7 separate regions of the Mus musculus genome follow, and regions 1, 2, 4, 5, 6 and 7 are each linked to region 3. A link is a contact called in public Hi-C, HiChIP or PLAC-seq and promoter capture Hi-C data. All regions are on one chromosome and are shown on one strand. Each heading gives the region's core, a stretch centred on a gene start, on an enhancer-like site or on the middle of the called end of the contact. The rest is flanking DNA. Distances are from core to core; before and after follow the strand shown. Region 1 holds the start of Ehd3 (EH-domain containing 3). Region 2 overlaps Birc6 (baculoviral IAP repeat-containing 6). Region 3 holds the start of Dpy30 (dpy-30, histone methyltransferase complex regulatory subunit). Region 4 holds the start of Srd5a2 (steroid 5 alpha-reductase 2). Region 5 holds the start of Xdh (xanthine dehydrogenase). Region 6 has its middle 5.7 kb from the start of Gm30983. Region 7 overlaps Birc6 (baculoviral IAP repeat-containing 6).

What was found. Promoter capture Hi-C pulls out the DNA fragments that hold promoters and counts their contacts. A called contact is a pair of places that touch in the nucleus more often than the background predicts. HiChIP or PLAC-seq counts read pairs in DNA pulled down with a chosen protein or histone mark. Capture Hi-C pulls out chosen DNA fragments and counts their contacts.
Region 1: a contact with region 3 is called in a Hi-C map of effector CD8 T cells, with 4 times the contacts expected there. The contact joins the promoter of Ehd3 here to the promoter of Dpy30 in region 3. A contact is called at or near these places in 1 of 39 promoter capture datasets (cranial neural crest), 5 of 484 Hi-C or Micro-C datasets (the N1E-115 cell line, cerebral cortex, cortical neurons and 2 more) and 1 of 115 datasets of contacts at active chromatin or transcription factors (astrocytes).
Region 2: a promoter capture Hi-C map of cranial neural crest shows a contact between it and region 3. The contact joins the enhancer-like site here to the promoter of Dpy30 in region 3. A contact is called at or near these places in 5 of 39 promoter capture datasets (the C10 cell line, cranial neural crest, hematopoietic stem and progenitor cells and 2 more), 1 of 15 datasets of contacts at CTCF or cohesin (large pre-B cells), 2 of 115 datasets of contacts at active chromatin or transcription factors (embryonic stem cells and fetal liver) and 2 of 9 other capture datasets (adipose tissue and liver).
Region 4: a contact with region 3 is called in a promoter capture Hi-C map of adipose tissue. The contact joins the promoter of Srd5a2 here to the promoter of Dpy30 in region 3. A contact is called at or near these places in 2 of 39 promoter capture datasets (the C10 cell line and liver), 1 of 115 datasets of contacts at active chromatin or transcription factors (embryonic stem cells) and 3 of 9 other capture datasets (adipose tissue, liver and pancreatic islet).
Region 5: a promoter capture Hi-C map of 3T3-L1-derived adipocytes shows a contact between it and region 3, with 7 times the contacts expected there. The contact joins the promoter of Xdh here to the promoter of Dpy30 in region 3. A contact is called at or near these places in 6 of 39 promoter capture datasets (3T3-L1-derived adipocytes, the C10 cell line, cranial neural crest and 2 more), 1 of 15 datasets of contacts at CTCF or cohesin (pro-B cells), 7 of 484 Hi-C or Micro-C datasets (the 3T3-L1 cell line, B cells, CD8 T cells and 4 more), 5 of 115 datasets of contacts at active chromatin or transcription factors (bone marrow-derived macrophages, effector CD8 T cells, embryonic limb bud and 1 more) and 2 of 9 other capture datasets (adipose tissue and liver).
Region 6: an H3K4me3 HiChIP or PLAC-seq map of bone marrow-derived macrophages shows a contact between it and region 3, with 3 times the contacts expected there. The contact joins the enhancer-like site here to the promoter of Dpy30 in region 3. A contact is called at or near these places in 7 of 39 promoter capture datasets (3T3-L1-derived adipocytes, the C10 cell line, cranial neural crest and 2 more), 1 of 15 datasets of contacts at CTCF or cohesin (the NIH/3T3 cell line), 2 of 115 datasets of contacts at active chromatin or transcription factors (bone marrow-derived macrophages and microglia) and 2 of 9 other capture datasets (liver and pancreatic islet).
Region 7: a promoter capture Hi-C map of liver shows a contact between it and region 3, with 2.0 times the contacts expected there. The contact joins the enhancer-like site here to the promoter of Dpy30 in region 3. A contact is called at or near these places in 4 of 39 promoter capture datasets (the C10 cell line, cranial neural crest, liver and 1 more), 1 of 15 datasets of contacts at CTCF or cohesin (large pre-B cells), 2 of 484 Hi-C or Micro-C datasets (adipose-derived mesenchymal stem cells and embryonic stem cells), 1 of 115 datasets of contacts at active chromatin or transcription factors (the SCID.adh cell line) and 2 of 9 other capture datasets (liver and pancreatic islet).

Annotation. Positions count from the first base shown.
Region 1 is chr17:73,802,726-73,806,115 of GRCm38.p6, reverse strand. Ehd3 (EH-domain containing 3) reads right to left here and starts at 1,275. Exons shown (of 6, transcript NM_020578.3): 1 at 647-1,275. The coding sequence starts at 873.
Region 2 is chr17:74,658,995-74,662,497 of GRCm38.p6, reverse strand. It overlaps Birc6 (baculoviral IAP repeat-containing 6), which reads right to left. Exons shown (of 73, transcript NM_007566.3): 60 at 3,143-3,339; 61 at 1,816-2,116. Among named protein-coding and RNA genes, the nearest start is that of Ttc27, 57 kb to the left of the region's middle. Within about 2 kb of position 1,332, at least 2 of the 459 cell types and tissues checked have an H3K27ac peak or open chromatin away from gene starts, as enhancers often do.
Region 3 is chr17:74,314,161-74,317,727 of GRCm38.p6, reverse strand. It overlaps Dpy30 (dpy-30, histone methyltransferase complex regulatory subunit), which reads left to right and starts at 1,295. Exons shown (of 5, transcript NM_001146223.1): 1 at 1,295-1,383; 2 at 1,612-1,684; 3 at 1,779-1,826. The coding sequence starts at 1,649.
Region 4 is chr17:74,045,857-74,049,351 of GRCm38.p6, reverse strand. Srd5a2 (steroid 5 alpha-reductase 2) reads left to right here and starts at 1,492. Exons shown (of 5, transcript NM_053188.3): 1 at 1,492-1,805. The coding sequence starts at 1,525.
Region 5 is chr17:73,948,800-73,952,363 of GRCm38.p6, reverse strand. Xdh (xanthine dehydrogenase) reads left to right here and starts at 2,168. Exons shown (of 36, transcript NM_011723.3): 1 at 2,168-2,286. The coding sequence starts at 2,236.
Region 6 is chr17:73,987,748-73,991,642 of GRCm38.p6, reverse strand. No RefSeq gene overlaps it. Among named protein-coding and RNA genes, the nearest start is that of Gm30983, 5.7 kb to the right of the region's middle. Within about 2 kb of position 1,557, at least 12 of the 459 cell types and tissues checked have an H3K27ac peak or open chromatin away from gene starts, as enhancers often do. A contact at or near this core is called in bone marrow-derived macrophages, where this site is marked.
Region 7 is chr17:74,602,959-74,606,481 of GRCm38.p6, reverse strand. Birc6 (baculoviral IAP repeat-containing 6) reads right to left here. Exons shown (of 73, transcript NM_007566.3): 20 at 3,370-3,517; 21 at 1,855-1,988; 22 at 347-493. Among named protein-coding and RNA genes, the nearest start is that of Birc6, 76 kb to the right of the region's middle. Within about 2 kb of position 1,276, at least 2 of the 459 cell types and tissues checked have an H3K27ac peak or open chromatin away from gene starts, as enhancers often do. A contact at or near this core is called in liver, where this site is marked.

The DNA.
Region 1 (3,390 bases), core at 26-2,525, 510 kb after region 3:
TTGTGCAGCTCTAAACCATCACGTATCCTCCCATCACCTCTGCTATCTCACCTGCAAAGTCAAGGGCCAGATGAGGCATCTTAGTATCTCCTCTACTTCTGTAAGCTGCTTTATTATTATTATTATTATTATTATTATTATTATTATTATTATTATTATTGAACTATTAAGTTCAAAGAAGAAACTTATTAAAAGTATTCTGCTTCTCTAAGAGACAGCCCTAAAAGCACTGTCAGAGAGAAGGAAAAACGGTAAAAGAATAAATGACCCCAGGGTCTCCAGTTCACCCCCATCCCCAGGCCCGCGACCATGAGAACAACTCGGCTGCAAAGGTAAGGCTCCCCGGGATAATCCCAAGCCCTTCACGAGATAAGAGATTCTAGTCAAAAGGAGGGTTACGGTATCCCCACCTTCATTAGGAGTCTGGTTCCTTCTGTGCCTCAGTTTCAGTGCCCAGATCAGACAACAGGGATGACTCTTAATAAAATGACCAGGGCTAAGAACTGAGGAGGGACATCATATAGGAATCAATGGGGGACTCGGTAGTAGGATCAACTTTTGAGGCCTCCCACAGGGATTTCTTCAGAGCCCTTAATGGAAGACTTTCCACGTCACCCGGAAGGCTCAGCACCCAGATGAGGCTCACCTGATGAAGGTGGTCTTGCCGGTAGAGTACTGGCCCACCAACAGGACCATGGGCTTGTTGTCGAAATCAGCATCTTCCAGGGCGGGCGAGTGGAACTCGTGGAAGCGGTAATACTCTTCCAGAGGCAGCAGCTTGGTCTTGTAGAGTTTTTTGAGTCCATCGCTCACCGTCTGGAAGACCTCAGGGTCCTTCTTGCGGCGATCATCGTTACCCAGCCAACTGAACATTGTGACAGCTGGGAGGAAGCTCCCGGGAGTGGCACCCGCCTAGCTCGAACAACGCCGCCACTACTGCCTTACCAGAGCTCGGGGCTCAGACGCACCATGGCCCGGGCTGCCCCAGCTGCTGGATTCAGTCCAGTCCCAGGTTCATCCACAGCCCGGTTGGAGAGAAGGATGCTGTGGATTGTGTCAAGAGAACTGCAACCTTGGAAATTAAAGACAAACCTGCCGGGAAGCCGAAGCCTGAGTTCCAGGTCTCCCCAGATAGATGACTAAAGGATGCTCGAGCTCCGCTACTGCGGAGCCCAGGCTGCGCCGGGTAGGCAGCGGCTCACACAGCTCCGCATCCGCAGCAGCATCCCGCCGCCCCCGGCGCGCGTTTAAATGCCAGACGTGCAGGAAGTCCCCGAGAACTGGCAAAACCCGGCCAGCTCCACGGTCAGGGCGACGCGAAGCCAAGGAGGGCGCCGCCATGTCTATGGGCAGGCGCTCTGCGGCCGCGCGGACTCTATCTGCAAAAAGCTGCTGCCAGAGTCCTGTGGGAAAGCGCAGGCATTTCTTTCCCAGCCCTGGGGATTTGACTTGGGAGCAGCGCCCTCTCAAGGACGGAGACTAAGACAGCCTTGACCTACTCTACCGTTTTGAGACTCAGTTCCTTTGGTTACTGAGGTCAGTTCCCTGGGGATACTAATATTGGGACCCATTTGGGGAAAATTCTACTGTATTTTCCTTGGGGCATGGAAAGAAGGTGCCCCTGACAAGTGACATAAAATAACCAAAAAATCAGTAACTTATCTTTTCACCAGGCCTGAGGTGAAGTGAAAAACAAACAACAAACAAAAACGGCTTTCCTCTTTCTCTCCTCCCCCTCTCTCCCACTCAATACGGTAGGTAAAACCAGCAAAACACACACAGGCAGGGAGTGCTAAGGGGCAGCGACCTAATTTGACACAACTACATACAAAGCTGAGTCTTTGAGGAGCCTTTTAGGAGATGTAGCAGGGTAGAATTACAACAGACACGAAAAGAGGCAGGCAAATTTCTGAGTTTGAGGCCAGCCTGGTCTACAAAGCGAGTTCCAGGATAGCCAGGGCTACACAGAGAAACCCTGTCTCAAAAAAAAAAAAAAATTAAATTAAATAAAAATAAGAATAAAAAAAAAAGCAAGCAAGCAAGCAGAACCATCTTTTGCTTTTTTCGTGGTCAATTTGAAGGCATTACAGGAAACATGGCTGTGAGATGTCTCTTCAAGGATGAGCTGAGAGAAGACTGGAAGGCATTTGAGGTCACATAAAAAGCCTTCTTAAAAACAATCCAGAGCAGTGTAAAGATTTTGGCAGAGCTACATCCAAAATGGTAGATCGTGAAATGTATGATGGGAACAGGCATGGAAGAATGTGCACACCAAGATAGGAGCCAAACAAGAAATGGGAAACCCATAAGAATATCATTACCAATAATTGCTATGTAACAAAATGCTCACCAAGCACAGGGGTTGCTGAGATCTCAGGAAGCAACATTGTAGCGCCCCTCTGAGGAAGATCGTGCCATTGCCAGCAATGCCAAGAACAGTGATGAGACATTGGCCAGATGTGGCAAAGGGTGGGGCAGCAACAAGGAACAAAGTCAATGACAGTTCTAGAAGGATTCTAACCAGTGAGGTGGCAAGCCTTTCCTCTCTCCTAAGGCAGAGGGCTCCCACTGCCCTCCCTTCCACCAACAAGATAAGGAGCTAATGGACTAGGTCGAGCTGGGGAGTCTGGGAGCATCGTCTGGAGGGGTGGAGGCTGGGAAACTGCAGAACATCAGGGAACAGCGGCAGTGGGGGAGCAGAGGAGGTTAGAGTCAGGAGACTCCGGCAGTAGGATCGACAGTCTGATAAGCGGTGAAGGAGGAAAGGATGGTCACCCAAAGCTTAGAGTGGTTTCAGAGTTTCTTCTGGGAACCAGACAGTTGCAAAGCTCATGCAATGACTGGAGAAGTTGGCAAGGGAGCAGAGTGAGTAGGTAGAGGATCTGTTTGAGCTACGATGGGTTGCCCTTGGAATAAACCTGTAGGCATGGCAGGTAGAGGAGGGGTTTGCTGACACTGTGGGATTTCTGTGGGGACTATTAGAGATGGTGCTGAATAAAATTTCCTTAGTTCAGGTTTCCTGACACTCTTGTTGAACCCAAGAGTGAACTATCTTCTTCTGAGCACTGTAGTCCGCACTGAGAAACCATTCAGACTCATGTTTTACATTACCACCAATGTATGAAGCCAGGAGGCAATATCACAGACATCTCATGACTCGGGTGGAGTTGTCTATGAAAATTAATGAGGTGGAGCTAAACTGTATATTGAACTATGGTGTACAAACAGCTTTGATATTCCATCCACAAGAGGGATTAGAAGAAGGGGGAAGGAGAGGGGAGGCAGGAGGCGGGAAGGGATGGAAACAAATAACCAAACAAATATTATGGGACCTGCCCAGGTGGATGCCTTTTGTAGTGGGTGACATGATGTGGTTTTAGCATGGAGATA
Region 2 (3,503 bases), core at 83-2,582, 340 kb before region 3:
TATTAAAAAGCAGGCTGACTGTGAGACTGTTATCTTTATTAAAGTATCAAGAAAGTCTCTAGAACACAACACACACACACTCTGAAATTTTACAGATATGTAACAGCCATCAATGACAACAAAGATAATATGAACTAAATGTGAAATGAAATGTAATTTTTTTTTTATTTTAAAAGACAAGGTTCTCCATGTAGCCTAGGATGGCCTCCAATTTATAAAAGGCTGCTTGTCTCTGACTGCACCTCCTCACTACTGGGATAAAAAGTGTGCCAAGGAAGAAGAAATTTCCTACAACCATCAATCAGAAAGTGACTGGTGTCCTTTCAAATGGTTTTCCTATGAACAATAACAAGTAAAACTATTTTCTTTTGTACAATAGTTTTGTGTTGCTTTAATAAGAAAGTGATAAACACAAGCAATAAAGCACCATATGAGCAGAATGAGTGCTGAAAAAATGAAATTATGCATCACAGAAGCCATTCCTTGGACTTCTGTGTGCAATCTAAGTCCACTCTTTCCCCTTTGCTGCTTATGATCGATCGGCAGTAAAATGTTATTGAGTGAACAATTAAGAGGGATCCAAATGAAAGTGAATTTTCCTAACTACCTCAACTGCGATCAGTCAATCTCTTATTGCATTAAATAACAGCATGAAATAAGAACAATCATTATATTTATTATATATATTTATTAAATATAATAAACTTTATATGTATTACATATACTATATATAATACAGTATAATATAATAATCTTAGCTCTCTTCTCTTTGTTCAAAATAATGCTACAGATTTATGCTTTTTGCTTTTCTCCATTTCCTTGTTTTGTTTCTATAGTACAGGAGATTGGACTTTGGCCTTGTTGCAAACACTAATCCAAGTTTAGTGTTTCAAACACTTCAACAGATTTTCTTTCTTTTTTTTTTTTTTTTTAAATGTACTTATTTATTGTATATGAGTACACTGTAGCTGACTTCAGACACACCAGAAGAGAGCATCAGATCCCATTACAGATGGTTGTGAGTCACCATGTGGGTACTGGGAATTGAACTCAGGACCTCTGGAAAAACAGTCAGTGCTCTAGATTTTCTTTTGGGGGTGGATTTTTTTTTTTTAATGCCCCCATTCCTCATAATAGTTTAATCAATATTAGGTATTCATAATCCTATAACAACTTCTCTTTCATTGCTTCTCCATGCAGACCCTCATGTATCCAGGCTGTCACTAAACTCAGTACATCGTCAACGGCAGTTTGGAAACCTGATCCTTGTGCTACTGAGCTCTTGAGGGCTGGGATTGCGAACACGTGCCCACCACAACAGTTTAGAAGTGCCTTTCATACAGATTTGAATGTGCTAGCTCCTCCCCGCCCAAATACTCAAACAAAGCTTACAACTCTTCTGTTCAAAATACTCTCCCTAAATTAAATTTTGCTTATCCTTCAGAGCACCACCCAAAACTGCTACCCAGCTTCACACTTACACATCTGTAAGAAACTGCCTCACACATCTGAGGCTCCCAGAATACTCAGCGCCAGTCCTCCTCTAAGCTGTCAGAGTCAGTATGTTCTCATACCTACTACACAGCCACTAGTCCTACTTCCTGGTCACACGATTCCAATGTCACTTACTATAAACTTAATATGAAATTTCTTAGGATTACCATATTTAATACCGAAAAACTCAATAAAAATTACAAACCATGTAAATAGCTTTACTATAAAACAAACAGTTAAGAAGAGAAAATAATCTAGACAAATGTATCCACCCTGTTTGTGTAGTGTTGATAAATGTAAGCAGTAACTGGAAACACTTACTGCCTTCTCCATCATCTGTAACTCCCAACACCAATCGAAGAAGGCACTGGGCATGCTTCCTCTCTTTCAGGAGCACTTCAGCATAGCCCGGAAGACGAAGAAATAATCCAAAAGCAGCCAGAGAATGGGCAGGTATGGGAGACGTGGCTTGCACCGCTGACTTAACAGGTGGAGGCTCAGCTGCAATGGTTTCTGGAGCTTCATAAACCAGTTCACCTGATTGTTCTATGGTCACCCATTCAAACTGATCACTATCCTTTGGCTTTTCCTGAGTGGTGGAAGCGATCACTGGAGCACTCACCTAAAGAAAAAGAGACAGTTCAGTACTGGGCTTCGGATGAACTCTTCGTGTTTTAAAAACATGGTAACAAATACCAAGAAGAGTATGGCATCACAAGTATGCCAGTATCTACCAAGTGCATCCATGTCAGAACAGCATCTTCCTATTCATAGTCAGTGAATAACTACAGACGAACTTTAAAACAGACAAACAACCTGTAGTTCACTAACCTAATTCACTCATTTTTCTTTTATGAACTGTAATATAAATATAGCCAGGATTATCTGATCTGTAACTTCCAAAAATTATAAGAAACCATAGGTTGAGAACCACTGGTGTAGATTGTAATCCAAATCATGCAAAAGAAACATATAGTGGGTTTTCTTTCTTCTTTTTCCTTTTTGTTTTGTTTTGTTTTGTTTTGTTTTGTTTTTTGTTTTTGAGAAAAGGTATTGCTATCTGTAGCCCAAAAAAAATGAACTCAAGCTGGCATTCTGTCCATAGCTCTTCAAGTGCTAAAATTACAGGTATATGCCAGGATACCCAACAGATTTTTCCATTTGTCCGTAAAACATTCCAGAGACAACTGGAAAAACTTTGCATTAACATGAAAGAACATGAAAAGTACACAAACATCAAATGACAGGAAGAAGATAAAACTGATGTGAGCTAAAATAATGATTTAAAACTATCTACATTGGAAATGGTATCAAAAAGAGCAGAAGTTAAATAAGGCATAAATATGAGTGATTCACTATTATTTTACTCTCTCATTTACAGTAATAACCACAATCAAAACCACATCCAAGCTACATACAGAAAAGAGAATGTTAGTGTGATGATCATAACAACATCATGGGAAAGTCATAAGAAACGAGCTTCCATATTCCCAGCTGATGCTCATATATTCTATAGAAGCCAATCTGTGACTTATCCATTGATCAAAAATTATAAGGCCAAGAATATTCCTAAAAGGTTATTGCAAGTAACTTAAAGAACAGAAAACATCACTATACCATGTGCACCGTGGTAGAAGGCTTAGCTTACCTGCTGAATCACTTCTGGATAGAGCATGGGCAGTCTCTCTGCAATAAGAGCCAGTCCACCCATTCCTGCAAAAACTTGTAATGGTGACTGAATAGGACAGGTTTCCAGCAAAGATTCATCCAATACTCCATCCATGCACTCATCACTCGGGGTAAGAGCCTCATCCTCTGGACAGCTGCCAACTAAGTCTCCATGATCTATACAATACACAAAAACTCAGTATGTAAGAAACAACCTATGTGTGTGTGTGTGTGTGTGTGTGTGTGTGTGTCTGTGTGTGTGTATATATATACACACACACAGACACACACACACACACAATATGCTTTCATTTATAAAAAACATACACTGTACAAAAAGA
Region 3 (3,567 bases), core at 46-2,545:
CTGAAGGCTTCTTCTTCTTCTTCTTCTTCTTCTTCTTCTTCTTCTTCTTCTTCTTTTCTTCTTCTCCCCCTCCCCCTCTCCTTCTTTTTCTTGAGACAGGGTTTCTCTGTGTATCCCTGGCTGTCCTGGAACTCACTCTGTAGACCAGGCTGGCCTCTAACTCAGAAATCCACCTGCCTCTGCCTCCCAAATGCTGGGATTAAAGGCATGCAGCACCACTGCCCTGCCAACTGAAGGCTTTTTGGAAACATTTTGGTGTTAGCTAGGAGTCTGAACATTCCAAGAAACTCACTAGTAAGAAGTATTAGTAAAGAAGTTAGGTCCCTGACAGAGGTGGGTATTAAAGGCTATTTAGGGAGCTAACTAGGTTCAAGACAACTAACTAGTGTCTCTAGATTTGCAGCATTCCAACCTCTCCATACCCTTGAAATCCTAATCCATCAACAGTTACAATAATTACAGGAAAGCAGGCTCTCCTGGAACTCCCGTTCAGGAAGCTCTGGCTGGCGTTTGACCCTCTTTACCTCAGTCAGCCAAATGCTGGGATTTCAGACACCTGGCTTTAAAATGTAAAAACAAGCAAACACAACCCAGGTTGGAATCCATAATACTACAGTCTGGAAAGCCATTTCTTCTGTAGAAATTGAACCAAGATCCTTGGTTATCCCAGGAAAGCGCTCGACCATGAGCTGAACTCCTTATCCCTGGAAAGTAATTAAAAAAAAAAAAAAAAACTAATCTAGACATAAATGTAGAATAGTGTGAACGTGGTATCCTCATAGACTGCAGGGCTTGAATAAAAGCCGCCCAAGAATTCCCAAACACTCCTCCTTGTTTCCCTTTGGCCTTAAAAAAATTATATATGTGTGTATGTATACGTATATATGCGTGTTTTGCCTGAATGTGCGCGGAGCACACGCGTGCCTCGTGCCTGCGTAGATAAAAAGAGAGAGTCAGCTCCCCGGAACCGGAGTTAGGGATAGTTGTGAGCCACCATGTGGGCGGTGGAGACCAAACCTAAGTCGCCTGTAAGATTAGCCAAGTAATCAACCGCTGGATGCCCTCTAGCCCCTAGTAAAGCCTGAGCAAGAATCGCTCAGCAAGTGAGTGGCCTCGGTTCCTCGGGGACCGTCACTTCCAGGTGCCACGAAGGACTGTCTAAAGGAGAAAGATCTACGGCAGGGTGGAGCCGGCAGGTGGCCAGGCACCCCGCGCACCGCAGAGGCGTAGGCCCACTTAGGCGGGCTCGGGCACTTCTGCCCGCGGGGCCGCTCTGCGCAGGCGCGGCGGCAGCGCGACGTCCCTCACTTACGGCCGAAGCGGTTCGCGCTGTGAGTCGGTGGCGCCGTGCAGGGCACTTAGGAACCGACAGCCTTGGCGCGGGTAATCAGCTTCCCTGTCCTCCTCCTCCCACCGCTACATCCTTGGGACGACCTCCGAGCCTCGCGATGCGACGAGGACGGCCAGTCGGTGGCCCGACCCAGCCCGCGCGTCTGCTGCCCGCGGGGGTGAGGGGCGGGGTCCCGGGCTGGGCTGCACCGCACCGGGTCCTGGCGTCTTCCACTTGAAATCTCCCGGGTAACTAACTCGCGGCTCTTCTTGTTTTGCAAGACTGGTATCCGGTTGATTGCGGTTTGCAGGGTCCGCCATGGAGTCGGAGCAGATGCTGGAGGGACAGACACAGGTACCAGGAGGCCCTGGGTTCAGGGTGGCGGTGTGCGGGGAGGCAGCGCGGGACGGGCGGATGTCTCTCTCTGTGACTGTATTTTGTTTTCTAGGTTGCAGAAAACCCTCACTCTGAGTACGGGCTCACAGACAGCGTTGAGGTAACTCGCTCAGTTTCTCTGCCGCATGCATCTATGGGTCTCTTGAGAGCTGGAGAAAACTTAGGATCGGTTTACTAGGCTACTCTGCACGAGGGAACTCTTTGCTGCCGCGATCTCTCCGTAGTATCAGATTATAAGTGGCTTCTTTTTACTAGCATGCTAATACTTGGCTAAAAATAAAGGTACTTTGTAAATGAAAGATTAGATGATCCCGGAACCAGAGCTGGGAAGGTTTGGTTAGGAAAATGGAGGCTTCCCGGAGAAAATTTGTGTGTGAATGGGAGACTCGAGGGATTAAGTTCTGGTTTAAAAAAAAAAAAAAAAAAAAAAGGGCAGGACCACGTTTCCAAGAAGTTGTACAAACAGGTGTTAGAATTTATTCAACACTTTGCTGTTTGTGAGATATATACCAGGCTAATTTGAATGTATCTTCAGCTCCAGAATGCTTAAAGTTGAGTAACTTGTTCAAGGTCAGCGGAAAGTAAGCTTAGACATGTTTTCTTTTTTATTTTATTATTATTATTATTATTATTACTTGTGGGTGTGTGCGCGCATGCACACGCTCGCTCATGCATGTGCACTAGTGTGTGGAGATCAGAGGGCACCCTTACAGAGTAGGTTTTTTGCTTCCACCCTTAGGTGGGTTCTGGAGATGGAACTCAGGTTAGATGTGGGGGTAGCAAGCTCCTTACACACTGAGCAGTCCTGCCTGACCTAGAACTGACTCTTACAAAAGGATTGCATTGTATTTATATTTGTGTGATCTCTCTCTGTCTCTCTTTGCTTCTCTCTGTCTCTTTTTCTGTCTCTCTCTCCCTCCCTCCCTCCTCTCTGTGTTTGTGTGTTTATATGTATGTATATATATTTTTTTATTTTTTCTATTTTTTTCCCCCTGAGATAGGGTGTCATTAGCTCTGGCTGTCCTGGAACTCACTATGTAGATCATGCTGGCCTTGAATTTACCGAGATTCACCAGCCTCCACCTCTTGGTGTTGGGAGTAAAGGTGTGTGCACCGAACCCGGTTTATATATTTCTTTTTACTGCTTTATGGGTGTTCTGCCTGGGTATATATGTACATCAGAAGGCCGGAACTTGAGCTACAGACAGTTGTGAGCTACCATGTATGCTGGGGATTGAATGAGGATCTCTCTCTCTCTCTCTCTCTCTCTCTCTCTCTCTTTCTCTTTCTCTCTCTCTCTCTCTGAGACAGGGTTTTTCTATGTAGCCCTGGATGTCCTAGAACTTACTCTGTAGACCAGGCTGACTTCAAGCACTCTCCTGCTGCTATACTGGTGTTCTTAACCACACACACACCCCCTCCCCCAACTCCAGCTTTGGCTGTCTATATTCTTATTTATATTTCTTAGGCTTTTGAAATTCATTTTATGTGCTTGGTTATTGTGCCTGCATCCGTATGTGTGCCCCATGTGCCTGCCTGGTGCCCACAGAGGCCAGAAGAGTGTGCCAGATCCTCCCTGGAATTGGAGTTTGAGACAATTGGTGAACTACCCCGCGGGTGGTGGGAACCAAGCGCTGGTCTTCTGCAAGAGCAGTCAGTGCTTCTAACTGCTGAGCCTTCTCTCCAGTCCTGTCTATAGTTTTTAAGTGCCTAGCTTTTTACATTTGGGCCCGGGATTTGAACTCAGGTCCTTATGCTTGCTTGCAGAACAACTTATCTAATTCCCCAAGCCATCTCTCTAACCTTTTCACACAGTTACACGTTTTACACCTTGTGTATGT
Region 4 (3,495 bases), core at 243-2,742, 270 kb after region 3:
TTTAGTTTTAATGCAGCAGGGCGATGGTTATTACTTCTTGGTCAGCAAGAAGAGGATGCCCTGGATCAATAATGAATCCCCATTTGTCAGAGGAAACTTCCCTAATCTGGAACAGACGGATATATGCATTGTTTCAACCAGTTCCAGGACTGGTTGGAGTGGATGGGGAAGTAAGAATGATCCTACAATAGGTGAGCTGGAATTAAGGAGTGAGAAATAAGGGGACGGTGGGGGGGATGGGTGGGGGAGGCAGGGCAGAGAAAGCGTGGTGAGCTGTGCCCCCAACAGGGACGGGGGTGGGTGGTGGAAACAGGTCCTAAGTAATCAAAGATGAGACAAGAAGATGGAAGACTGAAGGGACCAGCAGTATGGGAAAGGGTTGTGGGGTGAGAAGATGTTAGGTCAAAATAGAGAGCAGAGGAAGGAGGGGAGAGGGGAAGAAGGAGCAGCTAAGGAGGGCTGTCTCGGAAGCAAAATAGAGATAGGGGAATGGAAGTGGGCTGGGGTGTGTGGAGGTTGGGGAAAGAGTGGGAAAAACGTAAGCGGGAAAAGAATCCGGTCCGGTCCGGTGTGCGGAATGCTGTGTGCTGGGTGCTTAGAGAGCATCGTCACCATTCTATGGAATCCAGCTCAAGCGCTTCAGAACTGGGAAAACGCTCTAGAGAACGCCGAAACTTTAGGCAGAGTTTGTGCCAGCTTTGGAGGAGCCTGGGGGTGGGGCGGGGTGTTGTATGAGTTTTCAGAATCTTTGCCACAGGGCTAACCAGAACATGTGAGGGACAAACTTTTCTCCAAGGCTGGCGACCCTGAGACCCAGGAGGAATTTGGGCGTTTACCCTAAAAGCTGGCTGGCACCTGCCTGAGAGGTGGAGGGAAGGTCGTAGTGTGGCCGTAGCTGTAGCTAGCAGGCATGCAGAGTAACAGAGGAGAGGAGGTCCCAGTACATAGAGAGAATGGTGGGGTTTCAAAGTACCAGAATGCCAAGCCCAGGACGGGAGGAAGGATCTGGCTTTGGATAGAAACTGAGGGGAGTGGAGAAGCATGGACAACTGCTGCAGGTGGAAAGTCCTGCCAGGGAGATCCATGGTGGGCACTGCCTGGCGACAGAGCTGAGGGTGTGCGTAAGGGATGGAGAAGCCCCAGTGCTTTGGTGAACGAGGATCAAGGCATCTTAGGGCCACGTATGGAGGACAAGAACTAAAATCAAAGCAGACAGAGGGCACAGGTGGAGAGGGAAGCCCCCACCCCCCAAAACACTGTCTGTCTCTACAAAAGTTTCAGTTCTGTGTCCCAGCTGAAGTCAAAAGAACCAGACGGGAGAAATGGGCATTGTGGCTAAGCAGAGCCAGGGCGGGCTGCGCCAAGGTGGGAGGCACGCGGAAGGGGGGGTGGGGTGGGGGAGGGCTATAATGGGGAGGGAACCCTGGTCCGAGGGGCGGACACGGGGTGGCGTCTGGCGCTCCATAAAGGGGCCCGCGCTCTCCACCAGGCGGGCAGCAGCTACCAGCTGTGAACACAGGCGAGATGCCGATTGTGTGCCATCAGGTCCCGGTGCTGGCAGGTAGCGCCACATTGGCCACCATGGGGACCCTGATCCTGTGCTTTGGGAAACCCGCCAGTTACGGGAAACACAGCGAGAGTGTGTCGTCGGGAGTTCCCCTCCTGCCCGCACGCATAGCCTGGTTCCTGCAGGAGCTGCCTTCCTTTGTGGTGTCGGTAGGGATGCTCGCTTGGCAGCCGCGCTCCCTCTTTGGACCTCCGGGGAATGTGCTGCTGGGTCTCTTCTCCGCACATTACTTCCACAGGTTAGCGTTTTTCTCCACAGAGCATACCTCCCTGCTCGGCTCCAGCGCGTGGACTAACGTCGAGGGGCAGCGCGAAGAGTGGGGAGGAGCGCAGAGTAAGGCAGGTTTGGAGCTCCAGGCAGGGACTTCAGGCTGGAATCCCCAGGGTTGGGAAGCACCAGTGGCACAGGAGATGCCTTCGATGTCTCCTGGGCGCCCCTCGGATGCTCCAGTAGCTGCGAGGATGGGTGGATGAAGCTGGAGAACTCAGTTTGGGCAGATGCCATCGGCCAGGGTCCTTCAATCTCCAACTGTGCGCCTTGCTCTGTCTCATAGACCTCACCTTTCTCTGATAATGCCAGGTCCAGTTGGTTCAGGGACTCGGGGAGGTGATAAACTCTGGAACTCTCAGAAGTTCTTCTGATCAGTTTGGTCTTTGTGTGACTGAGGAAGGAAGCGGGCAGAGTCCACCTCCCATCTATAGAGGAGAAGAGAATAGAGAGGATTGTGTTTAGACACGACTCCTAAGAAGCCGAGCTCACTGACGACTGATTTACCTTCCCAAGACCTTCAGGACTTAGAAGTGAGCCAGGCAAAGCTGACCGAGAGCTCAGGCGTTCTAGATGAAAAAAAAATCTGAGTTCAGAAATTTGCCTTTTTGTGGTGGGAGGAAAAGACAGGAAAGCGATCAAAGAGGTACCGAGAATCCAAGGACTGTGCAATCTCCAGAAGAGACCCCAGGGCAAGTAGGCGGACCACTGAAGCACCTCTGTGACCTGTTAGCATCTGTCCTTTTGTTTGGGTTCACTGTAAAAGTGGGAGATGTCTTTGATATGCCCACTGGACAGTCAAAGAAACCAAGGCTCAGGAAGGTTATGTAATTGAAGGCGACACCCCTGATATCTGTCAGGATGACCAGCTAATTCCCAAGGAATACTTTCCGTTCCAGGCCCCCAGTCCTTGATAGATTCTTCACACAGGTAACTAACAGGGGAGGGAGCTTAAGCAGCTAAGGGCTGCCAGAGGCTGACTGTGCCTTGTGGAGCAGAGAATTCCTCCCTCGGGTCGGGTCGGAAGATCAGATCAATTTAGGTAAGAAATTAGATTTAAAAGGAAAAGAAAAAAGCCTACGGGGACCCAAGGCAGAATTTTCTCTCCATTAACACATCATTTCTAGGAAAGGAGGAGCCAAAAGTACAAATTTCAATCTGCCTCTTTTAGCCCCCATCCAGAGGATCTTTATTGGTCAATATTTAGTAATCATGCAGTGTTAATATGGAATTCTCATTCGTTAAGAAAGTTAAGTATTGACAAGTAGTAATACATTTATGTATTAGTTATCCAATAAATATTTGCAAAAAGCCTCTTGTGTACAAAGACCCAGGGTAGTTATCATTTTATTTGATACAGATGTACAGAGAGAAGGATCCAGGTTGCAGGAGATAAAAAGGCAAGCATTTGATTTTGCTTGTTTGGAAATAGATATTGGACAAGAAAATGTGGTTTTATGGACATCTATTCTTTTTTTTTTAAAGATTTATTTTATTTATATGAGTACACTGTAGCTGTCTTCAGACACACACCAGAAGAATGCATCAGATCTCATTACAGATGGTTGTGAGCCACCATGTAGGTGCTGGGAATTGAACTCAAGACCTCTGGAAGAGTAGTCAGTGCTCTTAACCACTGAGCCATCTCTCCAGCCCCTGGA
Region 5 (3,564 bases), core at 919-3,418, 370 kb after region 3:
TTAGGTTTACTGCTCCTATCCAGTGGCTGCAACCTGCTTACTTCCTGTGGTTCCAAAGGGTCTCTGGCTCCACAAGGTAGCAACAGCCATGGGGTCCAGAGTGATGTGTGGTGCGAACTTCCCAACTTTAGAGTCCTTTTCTCTCTCTCTCTGGAGCTGTGTCTGTGGGCTGCTCTTTCCTTTCGCAGGCAACTCCCCAAGGGCTGAGGTCAGTTCCAGCTAATTTCTCATCTCCTCTTTCAGTTTCGCCTGTTCCAGCACTGCCTCAGTCAGGTTATTTGTGCCTTCAGATTATGGCAGGGGAGGGGTACTGTGGGTGTTACCAACCCCTAGGTTTCACATTCCTATATCCTCCATCCAGCACTCTCTCAACATCTGCTGGGATGGTTTGCCCTCTTTCTTTACTTTTTTTTGGCAGAATTGATTTTACAGAGTAGTTATAGTAAGCCGTGTCTGTGAACGTGGCCACTGGACCCAAGCCAGTGACTTTTGCAAAGGTGATGGAGCTGACACTAAATCCAGCCTTCAGAGTTTTCCCTGGGACTGTGGGGGAAAGGCAGAGCTCATGAAGATGAGTCACTGAACAGAACACCAGTCCATCATAGGAGTGTGAGGAACAGGGAGTTAACAAAACACACCTTAGGTTCAGCCTTAGTCCCTCTCCCCACCCTTTCCCTTCCAGGTCACCACATCTCTGCCTCTACTTGATTGACATGTTAGGTTGGACAACTCTTTATTGTGAAGGATTATCCTGGGCTTGGGATGGTTAGTTCCATTTCCTGGTCTCAGAAGCATCATAATCATCATCATCATCATCATCATCATCATCATCATCATCATCATCATCTTCAACAACAGCCCTACCAGGCATGTCACTAACATCCCCAGACAGCCAAACTGCCCATTTCGTAAGGAATTTGATTCCGGGTAGCAAGTACTGTTTTATGATGACCAGAATATCCTGGACCGAGAAACTTGAAGGGATTTGGTGCATAAGTCTAAGGGTAAACTGGGATATCAATTGACCGACAAATAAGTTCATTCTTGGTTCCGTCAGGGCTGTGCCAGCAAAGGGGCGTTGTGTTGATGATGTGACTGTCCCAGGAGTCCTGTTTCCCAAAATGTTGTTGCTGCACCAGGCTCATCTGACCATGCACTTTTCTTCCTTTTCTGTGGTCTTCCAGGACGATGACACATGTGTCCCTGTAGGTTGGCTGAGTGATTGAGTGACTGCAGGGCTGGGGAAGGACAGAGTGCCTGCTGATGTGAAGATGGGTGGAATGGAGTGGTGGGAGGTGGAGCAAGGAGAGCCCACGAGTGTTGTCTGAGTGGATGCTGTGCATAGGCATTTACACCAGAAGCTAATGGTCCTTGATGGAGCTGGGGGCTCTCAGCTCTATTAACAGACTGTGGTGGGTGTTGTTGTATTAGCTTATTTTATTTACTTGGTGCTTGTAATATGTTTTGGTGTATGAGTTCCTCTGATAATTTGACAAGTTTTGTGAAATTCTGGAACATGATTTGTTATTGGGATTGTTCCTGTGACTGTTCAAAAGTGATTATTTCCATTCTCTGCAAGTTTATAAGGCACGCCCGAGAGACCTTTTGCTTTTCAGCTTTCTGCTTTTGGTGTCATCCTGATGTCCCTTTTCCAGGAAGAAACAGCTGAGTCCTGCAGGCGATAAGTGACAGGCTGTAGTCAAAGGTCAGGGTTTGAGTCTGGACATAAGGGTCTGTGTCTCTGACCTTCACATTCTGCCAGGCCCTGAGAGAGTGAGCTGTGCAGGCCAGTGGCGAGCCTGTGTCAGGGTGAGCCGGTTTGGGAAAATAACAAGTGTGAACGGGAAGAGAGTGAATCAGCCTCAGTGGCTGGCAAACTGCTCCTTCCCTGCTCTTCCTGGTATGGCAAGTGGGAGGAGGATGAAGCAGGTTTCACAAGGGCAGGTGCCCAGAATTCACAGTCATCTGGTGCCAAGATGCAGGCTTCCTTAATCTACGGCTGCACTTTCCTCTGTGCACTTTGACTAGGAGGACAGAGTAGGATCTGTGGATTGGCTGTCTGGTCCTTCCTGGATTGTGCAAACCTGTGACTCTTGCCAAGAGCTGTCCATGCCTGGAGCTGCTTCTTTCTCATTGGCTAACTTTGTTTCATTTTGCTGGGAGGCGTATCTTTCAAGTTGCAGGCAGTGATATCTACAAGCACCTCGCAGCAGCTCGGGGACTCCGGCCGTCACGATGACGAGGACAACGGTAGATGAGTTGGTCTTCTTTGTGAATGGCAAAAAGGTAAGTGGCAGTTGACCTTTGGTTTAGAGATTCTGCTGTCTGAAAGGGGACCTGTGTCACTTCTCTTGTGTGGACACTTTGATGTGTTCTGGTCTCATCTTACCCCTCAAAAGATATTGCTGTAGTTTGGTAACTTTAGAGCAAGATGAACACAGGCAAGACGCTCAGAGGGCAAAGGAGGAAGGGGAGGGAAGAGAGAGGGATGGCCACTCTATGCTAGAGGACACACTGGCTCAGAGGTGGGAAAAGGAACAGAGTCTAGGTGAGAGGAGGAGGCAACAGCACTTCCCTATTTCTGTGTTTCTTCTCTGTTTCTAGTGTTTCAGTGGCTCTCTTTAATACAAACAGCAGGAGGCGGGCACTTTTATGCTAATGCCGGAACATAAAACACACACAGCCACTGGTTCTGATATATGATCCTGTACATAGATTTAACTAGAGCTGATTTACTGTGCGGCAACATATACTGACACCTTGTGGCAAGCCATTATTGTCATTATTTTCATAAAGGACTCCTCCATCACCATCTCTCAGTTCTATATGTAAATATTGCAAACCCCTTAAACGGCACTTGTGAATGTAGGTAAAGTGGTATGGGGTCCACAAAATCCCTGATAGCCTGAGAATCTTTGCAAGGTCAACTCGGTGCAGGGAGAGAAGGAGCAAGCTAAGTGTATTGTTTCTGGCGTTGTTGGCCTCCCTTCAAGGTACTCCCAGCACTGCAGCTCCCCACTTGAGGTCACAGGAGAAGAACCCTCATTTCCCCCACTGTAACTGGCCACATGGACTTCATAAACCATGAGTGGGCCAAAGGCTTCCCCCCCTCCCCAAACAATTTTACTTGTTTTTTTATTTTGACACTTTTGTGTTGATTAAAGAGACTGAGTAATTTCTGAAGAAATTTGCAAGAATGGACATGTGATTTCAAGAATTCCTAAGGGCTTAGACTGCCAGCATCTGCTTGGCTAACTAGCACGCAAACTTTAGGAGTCATTTCAACACCAGTACGGTAAAGCCTGTGGATTCAGTGGGAGTGGCCCCATCCCTGGATCCCTGAATCTCTCTGATATATTGCTTTTGTGTGTGTGTGTGTGTGTGTGTGTTGGGCAAGCTTGGACCAAGACAAGGGCTAGGGTGAAATGCCTAAGCTGATGGTAGTAAGGCTTTTGAACTCAATCTTTTAAATGTCTTTTGTGCCCAATGGTTGCATCACAGAGGTGAGGAAACAGCTGTTAACTTGGCTCCCTGGAAATACTGTGCACACACAGACATCATCAT
Region 6 (3,895 bases), core at 308-2,807, 330 kb after region 3:
GGCAGGTTGTTTACTTCAGAATTTGCCTACTAACACAATTGCTCAGCACAGAATCTTCTTCCTTAAACTTATCAGCTAGCCTACATCAACTCACCTCCACTGACCTCCTTGGGGGAGGCCACTGGTTTTAGCTTCCCCAAGATCTTACATAACAGTTCCATGCTCCTTGTTCCAAAGCCTGGCCGAAAAAACTTTTCTCTTTTCTTGTGTCTCCTTTTCCTCCTGGGATCCGGAAGTCCCACCTGTTCCTTCCGCCCAGCAATTGGCTCCCATCTTCTTTATTGACCAAATCAAGACTCAATTAGGGAACCAGACTTTAGTATCAGCACCTCCCCCTACATTTTCCCATCTGTGGCTTTCTTTACTATATTCCATTTATGCTGGTCTCTTCACAGTTCCTCATATGTGAAGTTTTCCTTCTACCTCTGAGTCTTCTGACATGATCCTCTCCAGAATTCTTTCCCATTCCTCTTTGCTAAAACAAGTCTCAGTTTAAACATCACTCTGGCTGGAATCCAATCCAGGGCCCAGGGAGGTGCTTTGTGCTTCTATTGTTTTGTTTTTTGTTTTTTCTCAATATGGTTAAAGTTCTTGTAAGGCAAGTTATTTAATCCATACCTTTAATAACATAGACTCCAGAATAGCTAGGATCATTCCTATCTCTCCCACATTGCAAAATCACTGCACACAGTGTTTGGGGAAAGGCAAGCAAGTCTTAGAAGAATGAGTGGAGGGATCTTGTGCCATGGGAGCTCAATGGAAATCAAAGCATATGGTGGAGCTCAGTCAGTGGCTGTGAATTTGATGGGGTTCTGGGTCATGGGCAATTCTGAGCATGCCAGTGGCTGCTGAGCCTTTTTCTCTGACTGCACTGATGTCTTGATAGCTCAGCTCAACCTTCTCCAAGGAGGTTCTTGCCGTAAGCACTGAATAGGAGGCAGAGGGAGACCTTTGGCCTTCAGCCCCATTGCTATCCTGATTGGACCATGAAAAAGGATAAGAGCATAGTCTCACCTCAGGGAACACCTCAAGGTCAAATGCCTTGGCTGTACATAGCTCAGTTGGTGGTGTGTTTGCTTGCATGTAGAAAGCCATAGATTTGGGCTCTAGTACTGTACAAACTGGGCATGCATGCCCCCATGCATGTCACCATGCATATAGGTGACAAATGCCAATAGTTCTAATACTTAGGAGGTGAAGGCAAGAGAATCAAAAGTTAAAGGCTATCCTTGACTACACGACAAACTCAAGGTCAGCACAGGACAAATTTAGACACACTGTCCAAAACAAAACAAAACAAAACAAAACAAAACAAAACAAAACAAAACAAAACAAAACAGTATAGGATTCAGTTTAGCTACATTGAAAAGTCCCAGCACTAGAAGCTGTGCCTTCTCTCACCAGGCCTTTGTGTCTCTGGGGCTTCTCCTACCCCTGTCCAGCAGCCCTTTCTCTCCTTGTCTACCCACAAATGTCTATGTACCTTCCCAGACTCAGTGCAACTGCTGACCCTTCAGGGACTTTTCCAGATCCTGTCTTCTTTCTAACTGAAGCCAATGACTCAGTTCCTGTGTCTGCTCCTCTCTGAGCCTAATGTGAACTTCAGACATTGTTCCTAGCAGAACCAGTTGGGGATTTGCCTACACATGACTTAGTTGCTTTTAGAAATGCTCTCATGTGCAAAACCAGGGAAGACAAAGACAGCAGTGGTTTCTAGAGCAGGTTCTCCCTCCTGGAGAGTGAATGAGAACAAGGGAGGGAGCCCTGCCCATTGTTCCTATTCTGCGGAGGGCTAGTGCTCTCTAGGTGTTTAATCAGTGCCCTAACACACCTTATATGGTAGGGGACAGGCATGTTGCAGTGAACCCATCAGGATAGGATTTAAGTGGCAGACCCTGGAGCAGGACTACCTGGATTAGAATCTCATTGCTTTTACTTACTAATTCTGGAGCCATGGGCAAATTACTTGCTATACTTTGAATGTGGTTTGAGTGCCTCTCAAGGGTCCATTTTGATTCAAAGCTTGGTTCCTAGGGAAAGTGGCATGGAACCTTTAAGAGGTGGAGCCAAATAAGAGGCTCTTAGGTCAATTGGGGGTCCACTCTTCAAGAGGTTTGTGAGATATCAGAGCTTCTCTGAATCCCACCTGAGAGGTAACTCCTTATTTCACATTCTAAAACACCCTTTCACCAGGATGCTCTGCCATCTACTGCCCACATCAGAGGCCAACCAATCAAGTCACCCAATAGAACCTTGCATATTCAAACTCCAAAATCATAATCTCTCTGTCTCTTTCTCCCCCACCCTCCCCCCTCAACCTGTGTCAGGTATTTTGTTATAGTGACACAAAGGTGATACATTGCTTCATCTCTCTGTCCTCAGTTTACCCAAAATGGGGGATACAAGAAGTACTAGATTTATAGAGTTGCCGTGAAGACTAATAATTCTTAGTCACGTAAGTAAAAGGCTGGTATTTGTCTCTTACATCTGTTGGCTGGAGTAAGTGGTTAATTAAACCCACTTTATTGCCTTTCCACAATTAATTCTCCAGGCACTGGAGAACCAGTGTTGAACAAACCAAGCACTATTTTATTTTTATGGAGCTAACAGTCCCCAAGAAAAGCATGCAATCAAGTGATAATGGCATAGGGCACACGGTAAACTGCTCCATTTTGTTGTTGTTGTTGACATTATTGATTTTTGGTTTTTGAAAGAGCATGAATCTCCTTGGGCCTTGCAAACTCAGACAACTTGGGTGTCTCAGGGACAAAACAGAAACATTGGCTTCATACTCCCACCACAAAATCAACCACTTGCAATAGTCTCTCTCCTGTCACAGTGTGAATATTCCTGCTTCTGCCTAGGATCCCTTCTTTCAGAAACAGACCCATGTCCCTAGTCAGTTTGAATTACTGTTCCACATTTCTGGCCACGTGATCGCCACACTCTTCAAAAGGCCTGTGTCTGTTTTATTTCTCCATATTCTATTTCCCATTTTCTCCTCAGTTACCTATATCTCACACCTCCATACCAACCAGGTTTGGGGAGGGCACCAGTGACATCCGTTGTACTGGATAATTTTATGTCAACCTGACATAAGCTGTAGTCATCCGAGTGGAGGGAACCTCTATGGAGAAAATGTTTCCGTAAAACAGGGCTGTAGATAAGCCATTCGAACATCTTCATAATTAGTGATTGATATGGCAGGGCCCAGCCCATTATGGGTGGTACCACCCCTGAGCTGGTGGTCCAGGGTTCTATAAGAAAACAGCTGAGCAAGCCACATAAGCAGCATCCCTCTATGGCCTCTCTATCTGGTCCTGCCTCCAGCATCCTGCTCCACTTGAGTTCCTGCCCTGATGCCCTTCAACGAGGGACTACAATGTGGAAGTGTAAGCAAATAAAGCAATTCCTCCCCAAGTTGCTTGTTACCATCAATACTCAATCTTATTTTCTTATCTGAATCAATGTTCAATAACACTTACTTCTCAAAAACCACGAATTGCTTTGGCTCTCAGAATCCACATTCTTCTTTCCCTTGTCACCTTTTTGGTCATACTTTCTTAGTTCTTATGGTTCTTAACCAACTTACATAATCATGAAATTTGGAGTTTCCTAGAATTTAGTGTCAAGACCTATTTTCTTGGTACTTCCCAAGAGATCTCAGATAATGGCATGATTTAATAAGCTATTTTTGGTAATTCCTATATTTGTATCTCAAGTTTCATCATGTCTTTTCTTCAAATATGTAAGCGTATTTGTTTGCTCAATAAATGAGCTTGAGTCTTTAATCATAACCATAACTGGCCAAGGTAGAACTTGATTTTTTTACCCTCTGAACTTCTTCACTTCTTATTAAATTATGTTGTTATTCATTTTGTGACATGGGTCAAAC
Region 7 (3,523 bases), core at 27-2,526, 290 kb before region 3:
TACACTAGGTATCATCTAAAGGTTGAAATGGCTATGGAAACACGGGCTCTACCTTACTCTTCCTTCTATTTTCTTTCTGGCTGATATTTCCCATAATAAAAATACACATAAACACACATAGAAAATAAACATAAAAATAAAAGGATTTAAGGGAATGTTTTATTGGGTAAAGGAAAAAAAAAACCTCAACTGATCTCAAATATAAAATTACTCATGGTAGTCCCTCCAAACATCCCTTGCTCCCATAGGTCTTCTCTTACCATGCAAACAAAGATATAATTTTAAATAGCTCATATCATTTTTGCATTATTACTGCATAAAGAATGTAATAAAAGAAAATATATACCAGTAAACGTACTTGCATCATCCCTTTCTATTCTGGTCCCATCACTGGTTGACACGCAAGTAAAGTGAAGAGGTTCAACCTCTAGAAGCCCCGTGAGAGATGTGAAGCTTCCCTCCGCAGCCGTGCAACTGCTGACTCTTCCATTCCCTAGACACAAAGAAAACCTCACAATGCATGAAGGTGACTTGTAAAAGGCAGGAAGAAGCAATAATCATGATTATTTAGCCAACCTTAATTAGCATAAAATGCACAAAACTCACACTACATCAACAAAGGGCATATTAAGAAAACCTATAAACAGAGAAACTAGCTTCCTTCATACAAATGTCTATAGGAATGAAAGCAATTTGGTAGGAATTCACAGTAATATGAAACTTACAGTATATACGAACAAAATCTTTTGAACAGTAAAATTACACTGGAATGATTACAATAAAAAACAAAATTAAACTGAATCATAACTTGTTTTAAATATTGAAAACTGCTTTTATTGTTTTAATGTTTGCATATGTCACTATAAAGGATTCTTGATCCACACTTCTGAAATACACTATGAAACTTTTGGCCACTAACATGGTGGACAAATGTTTCAGATTTTGGATTTCTGAATTGTGAGAGTGTGTGTGTGTGTGTGTGTGTGTGTGTTTGTGTGTGTGTGTGTGTGTGTGTGTGTGTGTGTGTGTTTACTTTTTGAGAACAGGCAAAGAAACTGAGATATGAAGTAAAATGGCTTTAACCAATCATTACTTGTAGATGTTGGTCATAGGTGCCCCAGTAGAGAGAGAAGCTCACCAAGATGCTAAGCCCTCACTTTCTGAAAGAGCAGAGGGGTTTAGCTTTCTTGGAAAAGACTGACCCAGACTAGCTCACTCCAGTTACTTCTATTCAATCATAACACAAAATTGATTGGGGCTGGGAAAGGTTCCAACTACAAAAGTTGTCTTGCCCTTGCTGCCGGAGAAAGCAGACAGCCCACACAAATGTCAGTCTGTTTTGACCATGGCTAGCCATAATCAAAACTAAGAACTCCAAGTTCGCGAGGAGTGTCTTAAGACTAATGTTTGGGCAGGTACAAAATCTAAAGTAGCACCAAGTGCAGAGCTATTTCTTCAAGGTTCAAACAATCTCAAAACAATTTCTCAGCCTGCACTGATTAACTCAAAACATGGCAAGAGCTGTAATATTTCACTCAAAGCCAGACACAAAAGCTACACTTTACATATTACATAGCACTACAGTTCACAGGCATTATATGGTTAAGGTCTAAAAAAAAAAAACCAAAAAACTTTAGTGTTCTGAAGACAAAAATGTGAGTAGATATAATAAAGAGAGATGAGAACTTAAACTCATTACCTGACATTGAAAACTTAAACTCTGTACATGACACTGTGAACTTAATCTCAGTACCTGACAATGAGAACTTAAACTCAGTACTTGACAAAGAGAAAACTGAACTGACTATGAACAACAGAACTCTTCGCTCCTTACTTAGTAAAAGAGGTCAGTACCTGAAAGAACGTCTGATAAGTCGATTTCATCTGACTGGACAGCAGTGCTGCTACTGTACACAGTTTTCCAAGAAGAGCCGCTCATCTCCAAGTCAAAGAGAACTGGATCAAACGGGGAGCTGTACAGTCCATATCTGAGAAATGAGAAATGTATTCAATATTTTACCCTCTAGGCATTTATTGAAAAATTACTGAGCCGGGCATGGTGGTGCACGCCTTTAATCCCAGCACTTGGGAGGCAGAGGCAGAGGCAGGCAGATTTCTGAATTCGAGGCCAGCCTGGTCTACAGAGTGAGTTCCAGAACAGCCAGGGCTACACAGAGAAACCCTGTCTTGAAAAACCAAAAAAAGAGAAAAAAAAAAAAGAAAAAAAAAAAAAAACCACATCAAAATCAGGATTTATAAAGTTATCATAAAAGCAGTGTGTCAAATAAGAAATGTCCAACTTCAAAAATAAAATGCAACTTCAAGTAAATGAGAAAAAATAAAATGTCCAACTTCAAAACCTGAAGACCAGAAGCTGCAAAGATAGCTTGATGGTTAAGAGCAATAGTTGCTGATTCCCAACACCCACGTGGCGGTTCTTAAAATGTCATAACTCCAGGGTCACATTATCTGCAATCCTCTTGGGCATCCAAAAGCACCAGTTATGCATGTAGCACATATATGCACATGTATGAAAACCAGTCATACATATAAAATAAAATAAAAAATAAAATAAAATAAAATAAAACAAAATAAAATAAAAATTTCTTAAAGGCTGGAGACCAGCTGGGAAATGACGGGGCGGCCTTTGACCCCAGTGCTCATGAGGCAGAGTTCTGAGTTTCCAGGGCTGCCTAGGCTACAACAAAGAAACCATAGCTCAAAGATGAGAGACAGCTGACAACAGAAAAAAGAAAAAATTTAAAGTCAACATTTTGTTATTCAATATGCTAATTAAAAATTTAAAACTCCAACTGGCAGACAAAAGAATTTCATGTAAAAGTAACAAGAGATTTACTAATTATACCTATAAATTCATACCATTAAAAAATAATATTGAATACCCCTTGTATTAACAAAGCAAAGTATCCCTAAATGTTCAATACAATTAGGGTAAGAGTAATGACTCAACAGTTAGGATCTGGCTATACTTCCAGAAGACTTGAGACTGATGGGCAAGCCCGAAATGGCAGCTCATAACCATCTTGAACTTCAGTCCCAGGGGATCCAACTCATTTTTTTAGCCTTACAAGCATTGTGTGCATACAGTGGAGACAAAACATGCAGAAAAAAACAAAAACAAAAAAACCACATAAAATAAACTTAAAAACTAAAATTAGTTCTCTGTGTAAACATTAAAGACTGTCACTAACAGCTGAAGAAAATAGTTCCCACAGAAACACAGGAAGGAGGACCTCACACTATTCATGTTTAGAATGCATACCACAAAATAAATACTTTCTAAGGTAAAAGAATGTTTTAAGTGAACCTAGTAATGAAGAGCTCCATGCCCGGTGATGGCAAGCATACCTTGTTTGAAGCAGAGCCTCCAGCGGCGTTAGCCTGTCCTGCAGCTGTCTGGACACAGCCGTAAGTAGGGCTGCACACGCTGTGCTGCATCCAGCCAGGTCTTCGTCCTTAACATAATTCAGCAGTACAAAATACCAGTAGACAGAACCTGGAA